2 separate regions of the Drosophila melanogaster genome follow, and region 2 is linked to region 1. Evidence: chromatin contacts called from public targeted proximity ligation data. All regions are on one chromosome and are shown on one strand. The core of a region is the stretch at or near the end of the contact, and the rest is flanking DNA. Distances in the headings are between cores, read along the strand shown. Region 1 holds the start of nudC (nudC,). Region 2 holds the start of edin (elevated during infection).

The links.
Region 2: a contact with region 1 is called in a targeted proximity ligation map of the Kc167 cell line, with 2.4 times the contacts expected there.

What each region holds. Positions count from the first base shown.
Region 1 is chr3L:16,802,070-16,806,911 of dm6, reverse strand. It overlaps nudC (nudC,), which reads right to left and starts at 1,918. Exons shown (of 6, transcript NM_001259876.1): 1 at 1,560-1,918. The region is part of intron 1 of CG9674; the gene reads left to right.
Region 2 is chr3L:17,492,929-17,497,770 of dm6, reverse strand. edin (elevated during infection) reads right to left here and starts at 2,891. Exons shown (of 1, transcript NM_168735.2): 1 at 2,471-2,891. The coding sequence starts at 2,882. The coding sequence ends at 2,535. All of the region lies in intron 2 of Oatp74D (Organic anion transporting polypeptide 74D), which reads right to left.

The DNA of each region.
Region 1 (4,842 bases), core at 669-3,168:
GCAGTTTTAATTTTGATGTTTCTCAAAATCAATTAAAAATAGGTATTTGTAATGTAAATAAAAAATAAAGTAATCATAAAATAAGTAATACCACAAACGGGCTGCGATATAACTGATCGGACCTATGGCAATGGCCTGCACTGTTATTTACCGCCCTGCCGCAAGCTTCTCCTTCTTGTACTTGTTTTTTGCCGCTACGAAGTTCTGTTCTTGATGTTGCCCCCACCCCTTTCATCTTCTTCTTGCTCGTTGACTATTTTATGGGCTGTGCTGTGCTTCATTCGTGAATCTTGTTTCGCTATTTACCGCCCCTTCCCCTTGTACTGTGATGCAGACAGCTGCTCTGCTCTCCCGCTCGCTCCGCATCAAGGTCAGAGTAAGGTTAGCTCCGTTCTCCTCTGCTTCAAAGGGCCATGGCAGTGATTTCTTCCTCGCCGCTCCACCGACCGCCCTCGCCCATCCCTTTATCCGATCTTTTTTCATTTCCCTCTCGTCGAGAACAGTGACTGCTGAAAGTCTGTGGCTACCGAATGCCGCAAATCGCTCTGCCTAATTGCCGCATCAAAATTAATGACAGCCACTGTGTATCTGTATTTGTGCTTGAGTGTCCTTTATTACACTGAGAAAATATATTGACACCTTAAAAATGTGCTACAGATTATTATTAAACAAAAATCCATTTCACTTATGTATATTTACTGCATCTTAAGGTGAATAAAGTTCTTATTGTCACATTGTATTTTATATTCATGAAAAAAACATTTTTTTCCACCTTCTATTTATAAACGTGGGCGTCGAAGTTTGCCTTACTACGTCACTGCCCCTTGACATTTAAACTTTCTCTCTGCGTGGGTGAGTGTGGGGTGGCAGCTTCCCCAAGTACGCTCTCTCAGCCCGGTTTGCTCTCCTGACATAACGGTTATGCAATCAACGCCGCATTTTGCTATTTTCCCGCACGAAGAAAGGCTTTCACAATTCAATTGCACTTGAATTTAAAGGATAACGTCGTTCTTGCCTTTGTTTTATTACCGCTTAATGTGTGTGTTTTTATGTGCCAGCACTTAAAAAGGATTGTGCAAAACTGAGTGAGCAAATAAAAAGCGTAGACAATGGACTTAAGAAAAGATTGTCAGAGATTTTACCGGAAGTGTGAACCAAGTCTCCTTTTTGCTGCTGAGTGCGTTTAGAGCCCTTTTCGGGCTTATCGCAGATTTGTGAAGATGAAAATGAAAGCTAAACACATTCGTATTCTTATTGAAAAGTCAGCAAAGTAGTCATGCCCCCAAAGCAAATTCCGCATCCCCTTTGAAATTAAATATGTTTTGCGGTCTCGCTTGAAATATGGTGGCGCCGCAAGTTTGGTTTATCGGTTCAGTGAGTTCCCGAACGGAAAACTTTTCAATTGCGTCGCAGCCTCTAAATTAAATCAGTTATATTGATGGTTATTGCCTCCACCAATTATGATAGCATTATATTAATCAGATTACTCTTGATGCCATAACCTTAAAAAATAAAAGTTTTTAAAACCAGTAAAATTTTATTTGTGTCCTAAAAAATACCTTTTCTGTTGTCATTCATTGACTAATTCACTGATCAGCAGTTAAATGTGCAATAGAAACTGCAAGGAACATGTTTTAAAGCTTTTCGAAAACGTCAAAATGTTTTTGACATAAATGTTTGCTTGTTATGTTTTTAAATGAGTTTATTTATTATTAGATTTAAAGCGTCTGTCCAACAATATGCTGAAATCCGTCACAAATTGATTAAGCAAATTCTTGTGAGTATATTTGGCTTCTGTGCTCCTGACTTTTAAACAATTGCGGTTAGAACTGATTGATATTTCATAGGGAGGATTACGTATGCGTAGTTGAGTGGATTGCTGATAAGCACGGTCCCGAGTTCTCTTATGACAAATAGCAAACAGAAGCGACCAGAACTCAATACCCGGTACCCCATCGCTCCCCGCTGCAATTTTCTTGGTTTCCATTTACATAACTCTGTTTATCTAGACATTGCGAGATTGGGGGGGATTGCGAGGGCCTGGCAACGTACCCAAAATGTGCAATCCCATCCCAACCAGATACGGTCATTGGAAACTAATGTAAATTGCGATGTTGCTTGTTTATTGACTGCAAACGATAGTCCCGTCGCAATTAGCGGGCGGTGGTGGGGAGCGGACCGCACCTATGCCATAAATAGCAAGCAGCTGCGATAAATTTCTCCGGACAGACAGAAATTTATGGGGAAAATAAACTGAGCAATTGGAAACTTTTCAATGCTAAATCATAAGAATAAGTGCTTGGTACGTAGTAAAGTCCAAATATTTCTGAAACCATATTTAAAGAAGTTAATTTAATTAAATTTCTTAATATCTGAAATCTAAACATGAATGCCTTTGATGTTTGACAGTAGTGCACGATTATAGAAGCCATGATAATTGACCATCGATTAGCACTTATCATATACAAATTTAACTTGGACCTTCAATGGTTCAAGTTTAATTAGTTACCAAAATATTTTACTTTAGTGTAAGAACGGCCCTTCGATCTATTGATCTTTATCATTTAATCAAAGCTAAAGTGAGTTATCAGCAAATTGACTGATTTTTTGTTATTATAAGGGCTTTCGAACAAGGCTAATTATCAGCTCTAGAGCCCGCTGTGAGTGTAGATAAAAAAGTTCTCATAATTGTAATTACTAATACGTAATTCCGAGGCGCAATAAAAAAACCAACCGCAAGATGCACAGTTGATTCTCTAATTAAACACGCGACCGTCCGATAATGAAAACCAATTGTTGCTATTTTTAAAGCAATTGAGGTGATCCCTTTCGGAATCGGAATCCGCGGCGAAAACTTTGCACAGCTGACTCAAGTGCACAGGTTGGAGGCCATAAAACAACGGGGGTACCAATGAAGTTGGCCCCGACTGCCTGATAAGCGCCCAGCCGGGTCAGATAATGCGCATTTATAGCGGCAATATAACCACCCCCCCAATGGATCCCCCTTTTCAATTTTGGCCTAGGCTATATCGTAAATCGCTGGAAAATAAAGTTTATAGCGTCGGCGGCTACCGGAGTTGGGTTTTCCACCGTTTTTTTTAGATTGTGCAACGGAAGAAAGTTCTTGGGTGGGGCTAATGGTCTTGTCATTGTGTGGGATCCTGGCACCCATTAGGACCGCCTATTGTAATTATCCCACGATAATGGTCCCGTGGCATGCCCCATCACTTAGCGTACTAACCACACGCAACGTTGTCGACGCATAATTTATTTGTTTATTTCTGCGTTCGGGGTTATTGAAACTTGTTGCCTGGTCTTGTTTACATCATAAGTATATAATATCTGCGTTGAATATCTATAGATGTGCGTACTTATCGTAATGCACGGATATCTCTCCTATGTTTGTGGATGTGGGCCACACGCGGCTGTCGCATTTTGGGCTTTGAGCCAATGGAACGCAATGGTGCTGGCTATATCTATGGCTACATATACATATCTCTCCGTATCATCCGGTCGCTCCTCCATTGTGCGATCTATTCTCATCTGGTAGTCTGCAGACTTGTTTGCTATATTCAATTTCGTTTCTTTATTTTTTCTCCTCTTTCCTTCTGTCGAAATGGAAGTGAAAATATTTACGTTGACTTGGGATCGGACTTAAGAACAGGGTGTCTCCACCAATTAGTAGGAAATAATTAAACGAACTAACTGCTCTCTTAGTCGGATGAAATGTCAAAACAATTTGCAAATGCCATTCGACACGTGATCGATAATTCCGCAGGAATTTATGTTCCGACCGTCAGCGGGCTGGTTCTTATGGATACATATATATATCCGTTTTGCCAGCATTATTGTGAACTCTGAAAATAGCCATCTATTGGTCTGACGCACTCGGAAAGTTATGCAATTAGAACGGCGGAAATTTGAAGGAAATTAAATAGGAATATTGATAAGTTGTCAATCCGGATGACAGATATGAAGTTGTGAAAAGGTTTTTAAACCTCTCATAGATTTGAAATCCATTTTTATCCTTGCGTCATGATCAACACATAGTGATTAAGCATTTGTTTTTGCGGTTTTCCATGAGTATCTAATATATCTTTGATGGCTTAACGTGGCTCTTTTGCATATTTTATCTCTTCTATAATAAGAACATACGACTTTACTACAACCTTTGCTTCTGCACACACAAACGCAGATATGCGTTTTATTCAAGTCATGATTATCAAGTTTTATTGACTCTCTGCGGTGCCATAATAAGCTACCAAAATTTCTTCTTTCGTATATCGTACTTTTTGCGACTCGGTTTTGATGTTATCTTAGGTCAAAACTTTTCCACTGCACCCAAATCAGATAAATCAGATCATAGATAGATATAGATATTGAGACACGTTGAGGGCTATTGTCCCATCTACGTCACATTTTTGCGTTTCACAATTCTTATCACTCCGTGATTGTATTACGCCTGCAGCCAGAAATCGAACATGTGTATATTTATAGACCATTCCCCGCTATCACGCATGCAAATCGTGAATAACGCCTTGTGGCATGGCTCCCCCCAATGGAACGCCGTAATCTCTGCGCTGGGTTGGGTCCCATACCCATTGGAATCGGAAAGGAAAAAACCTTCCCAAACCCCAAAACCCCCAAGTGAAGTTCACTGTGCCATTAGGCTTTTCGTGCTAGTGCCGTGAATGAGTCTTATCTGCTGTATGAAATCGCAGGGGTGGACACGGGCGAGCGGTATGCCAAAGTTTATTAACTTATAAAAAAGAAAATAAAACATAGTGAATGAGAATTTCGACTTCCTCTTTCCCTTCAGGCGCAGACACTCGGCTGGCACAT
Region 2 (4,842 bases), core at 1,642-4,141, 690 kb before region 1:
GTATGCCATCGAAAACATGCGATACATTTATTTTTATATATTTTTTTAAAATATTTTATTACCCAATTTCTTAGGAGGGTATTAACGATTCTTACTGTTGGTAACTGAAGTTGTGTAAATCCGTAGAATTTACCATTGTTGCAGGCTTCCAAGAAGTAAACAACTGCTAGTAAATCTGCATTCTTGTTCTCTGATTTGTAATATCTACACTTTGCCTGCTGTCAGCATGCGTGCTTAATGTCGAGTTGTCGTGGTCCTACCACAATGCGAATTGTTTGTCTCAATGTCAAGTTTTCCATGCTATTGGAATCAATTACACTGGTCCAGAACTCCACACACACACATGGGAACGAGTTTGCGATGAAGATGCAGATGCAGATACAGATACATTTACTGCTGCATATTCATGCTGCAGATGCAGATAAACACCGAAGCAAAGAAGCCAGATGAAAGCCGCGCACTGCGTCCGACAACGACCTTCGGCGCCGATCTGACATTGAACACTGGCTATAAATGGAGGCATACTCATGTACGTTGTTCACTGTACTTGTACATTGTAAATTGTACGCTACTTGTACATACCTTCTCGCCTTTTGTTGCTGTACATGCTGTTGACATAATTTAACCAGAGCATACACCGGAAGAAATAATGCACCTTCTGGATCATAGGTGATACTATTTCTGGCAACCTCAAGTTTTTTTTTTCAATATTTTTATATAGTTTTGAATTTTTAACTTTATACCAACTAAACTTATTACATCCAACACCGTCATCTTACATTGATTTCTTTGGCGTTTATTATTATGAATTTCTTGCGGTGCATGCAAAGTGTGTACTTTGCCTAGCGCTTTTCGCATTTAGCCAATTAACTGAATGGTGCCGAATTCAGTTGGCGATGCAGATGGAAATGGAGATGTCGGTGACGCGCGCACATTCCAATCCGCAGCGATACGATCCAATCCAAACGAATCGAATCCGCTGCGCGTTTTTCAGTTGGCACTTCATGTTGCAACAACGGCAGTTGGCGCTGCTGCACTGCTGCACTTGACTTACTTGCACCGCCTGGCGGTGTTGCATCTGGTAACTGACATCGCCATCGCCGTCGCCATCTGCGCAATGCATTTCACTTTCATTATGATGCAGTCAGTTTTTGCCACTAAAAATGGCAACGGGGCAATGCCAATGTGTGGTTTTTCCAAGCCAAAATGAAAACCAGTCGAGTCGAGAGGCTGAGACTGCGACTGCGTCTTCGTCTTCGTCTCTTCATCGCCATCCCGCTCGCACTGATTGGCAGCAGCAGCGGCGGCAGCAGCGACAGCAACTGGAACTGCAACAGCTGACAGCTGCACTCACCTGGAAACTCACCTGGACTCAACTCACCTGGCGTACCTGTGTAGGCGTCGCTTTTCGTCGGTTTTGGTCTTTTGTTTCTGCCTCGCATGAGTTTCGTTGCTTGTTTTTACTTTCTTCTAATAGATCGTTAGCTGTGCCATGAACTTGCAATTGATTGCTTATTGTTAAATGAAAATGGAAAGTCATTTTCCAGGCATTGCTTTTCCTTTTTCGTGGGTTTTCATTAACGACGCCTTTGTTGCCACGGCAAAGGCCGACGAGGCTTTCCCGAAAAATGTGCAAGGGGGTCAAGCACTTAACGTATTCTTGACTTGCGTTGCCCGTTTTTATTGATTTGCCAGCTGAGCAAACGGAAAGCGAAAGTAATTACCCTTAGTCATGCCCACACAAATACGTACATATGTACACAAATACATACATATACATAGATATAGTACGGGTTCTCACAAAAGAGTTCCCCAAGAAATCGAGCGATAAATGCAGCAACCCCAATTGCATTCGCAGACCCTCCGCTCTGTACGTGTGTGTGCAAGTGTGCGAGTGAGTTTGTTGCAGTGTGCGTAATTCGCCGCCCCTTCCTGCCGCGCCCCCGTCGGCCACAGGGCACACACGCAACAGAATCAATTTTTATTGGTTACACAACGACGACGCCAGCAGCGAAGGAAAAGTCCATTGACCCCGACAACGACTCATGACTTTTAGTACTTCTTGGCATACACTTCACAAGAAGCATGCCGCCGAACGCATCCATTCAACTTGTAACGGACTTGCAACAGTTTGCATAATTAAAATAGATACTAATTTTTAGACAATGAAAAGTAGAGACCGGAAACCATCAATATATTTCCAAACTTAACTAATTTGGAAAAGGATTCCGAATCGCTTCTTTGAAGTTTCTCAAGATTTTGGATGCCCTTATTATTATGAAGAGTATGTTCCACTTCAGTCTGATGAATTGCCTGCCCCCTGTTGTTGTTTTTTTCAGTTGAGTTACTTTGGGTAAATAGCCGATGCATCGGCTACTGTTTGTTTTGGTCAGGCGCAAAGATCTTTGGGCTTCGATGGGATCCGCCGAGGAGGATTTGTCACTAATGGGAAAACAACAGTAGCACGCTTGGGTAAACACACGTATTTATTCACATGAATCAAGTTGTAACCAACTTAATACTTCTGTTCCCGCTCAGAAATGCCAGGTGCCCCGAATGCCGCCTTCGTAGTTGTTCCGATTGTAGTCGAAATTCCGACTGGCCTGGGCGTAGGCGTCGATGCTGCCACGCCCATCGCCACTACTATACAGATTGTGGTTGTACTGAACACTAGCCTCCCGACCCACTTGGTTGTCCTTGCTGGCGGTTACGACCACGGATCCTCCCTCAGGCGATCGAGCACGGCGTACCAAGGGTGCCACTTGGAGCAGCTGCTCTGGACTGGTCTGGAACTCCTCGGGATATGGTTGACGATAGGAGGCCACTATTGTCACCAGACAGCAGGACACGAGGATCAGTATTCCGCACTTGTTGGAGAACATCTTTGCTGGCTAATGGTTTAAATCAGAGTGATGAGAAGCATAGAAATGGTCTGCGGTTTTATAGGAGCAATGAGCTTCCTAAAGGGATTCACCTCAACGGGGACTACTACTTGTCATCCCATTGTTTCTTATCAACCCAACGGGGATTTTTTAAAGGTTCATCCCGGTCGGGGATCCTTATCAGCGCCATATGACAACAATAGGGTAGGGTACACACAGTCCAAGATGACACAAAAATCTCAAAACCTTTTAATAATTTAATCAATATCTGACTTTTATCATTAGGTTAAGAAAAAACGTCAATCTTGTACTCAAGTTAAGTTTTTTACTCTACTCTACTTTTACTCTTAGTAAAACGAACACCTGAACACATTCTAACTTTATGAAGAAACTACAAAAATCTGTATCTAAGCAAACTAATATTACTATTCTGCTGATGTTATTTATGAAATGAAACATGCGATGAAATGCTTACGCACAAACTAAGCATTCAATTCAATTCCTATTACAATCGTTATTTAGTTCATCTATGAATCGACGTTATCCACACAAATATATCTAAGTATATGTTAATTCCCAGCTGATTAGGACTGATTTCGACGGGTTTCTAATCAGGCCAAAAGAGGGGCGCGCTCGCCCATAACTTTTCTTTTCTAAACGCATTCGAATCGGCCTACGCAACAGCATTTTTGAGATAACGCCGCACGCACCGGCGTGGCCGAAAGCTCCCAATAAAAAACACAAGAAATCACTGGGTAAAAAAAAAAAGACAGAAAAATCATAAAAGAGAATTTAGTTCAAATGGGTTCATTGACACAGAAACGAAGAAATCAAAATTTAGTTTTCCCGTGCGTGCGATCCACGCACGATTCACTATGGACTCAATAGATCGTACGCTTTTCGTATTAGTTATCAGCGCGGCGTCACCGATTAGTACTGAATCGGTGAATACATATATACATACATACATGTGTATATAAACACAAGCATATACATACATATCAAGTTCTAATCACTGCCGAAACCCTTGCAAACCTCGCCGTGAACTTGAATTCGAGTGATTGTGAAAGTATTGTACTCTGGTACTATGAAATTCTGCCGAGTGCTGCGGCACTCTCTCAATTTTTTTTTTTGGCGACGAGAACTGATTTCTAATCACATTTCGAGTGCGGTAATTAGATGTGCGTACCGCTCGCTAGCTTGCTCGCTCGCTCGCTCGCGATTCCGATGCGAAAGTCTTTCTTTCGGCCCCTAGATCATTTGCGGGTGAAAGTTTTTGCATGGGTACGTAGCGCTTCTGCGGCTCCGTGTTTCTTTCATTTACTTCAGCGGACTGCTGCCGCCTTATCTATTGAATATCAAGTTGTGCATTTACATCTTTTGTCACCTGTGGCTATTTATCTCACCAAGCTCAGTCCAACGCCCACGGGGCGTATACACAATGCGGAGTAGAAACCGAAATGGGCAAAGAAGCACGGTGGAAAAGATACAATACTTCAGCGACACGTGTCGATAGCCAAGAAGTTGTCGAGTCATAATTGTAAAATTTTATAGATCTGTTCGAGAATTCGGCGGCCTCTCAGCTCTCAGCTGGAAAAAACAATTAAGCCCGAAAATATCAAAATTCATTGAATGAAAGAAAGTCTATATGGAATATATCGCTGTGTCTGCCCCTTGGACATCCATTTGTCTAGGCACAAAAAAAAAACAAAAAAAAAAAACAGGGCGGCAAAAAATGCGTGGCGTACGCACGCTTTCAAAATAAATTATATATGCGGCGATGATACGATTTTATATAGACAAATGCGTTTATACTCGTATATATACATATAATTGTATATATTGTATATCCGTCGCTCTTATGTACATATGTGACTGTGTTTCGCTTGTTGTTTTAAAAAGATTTATTTGCCAAAAAATATGACGACAGAGCCGTAAAATACTGTGTGCCGAAATCGCA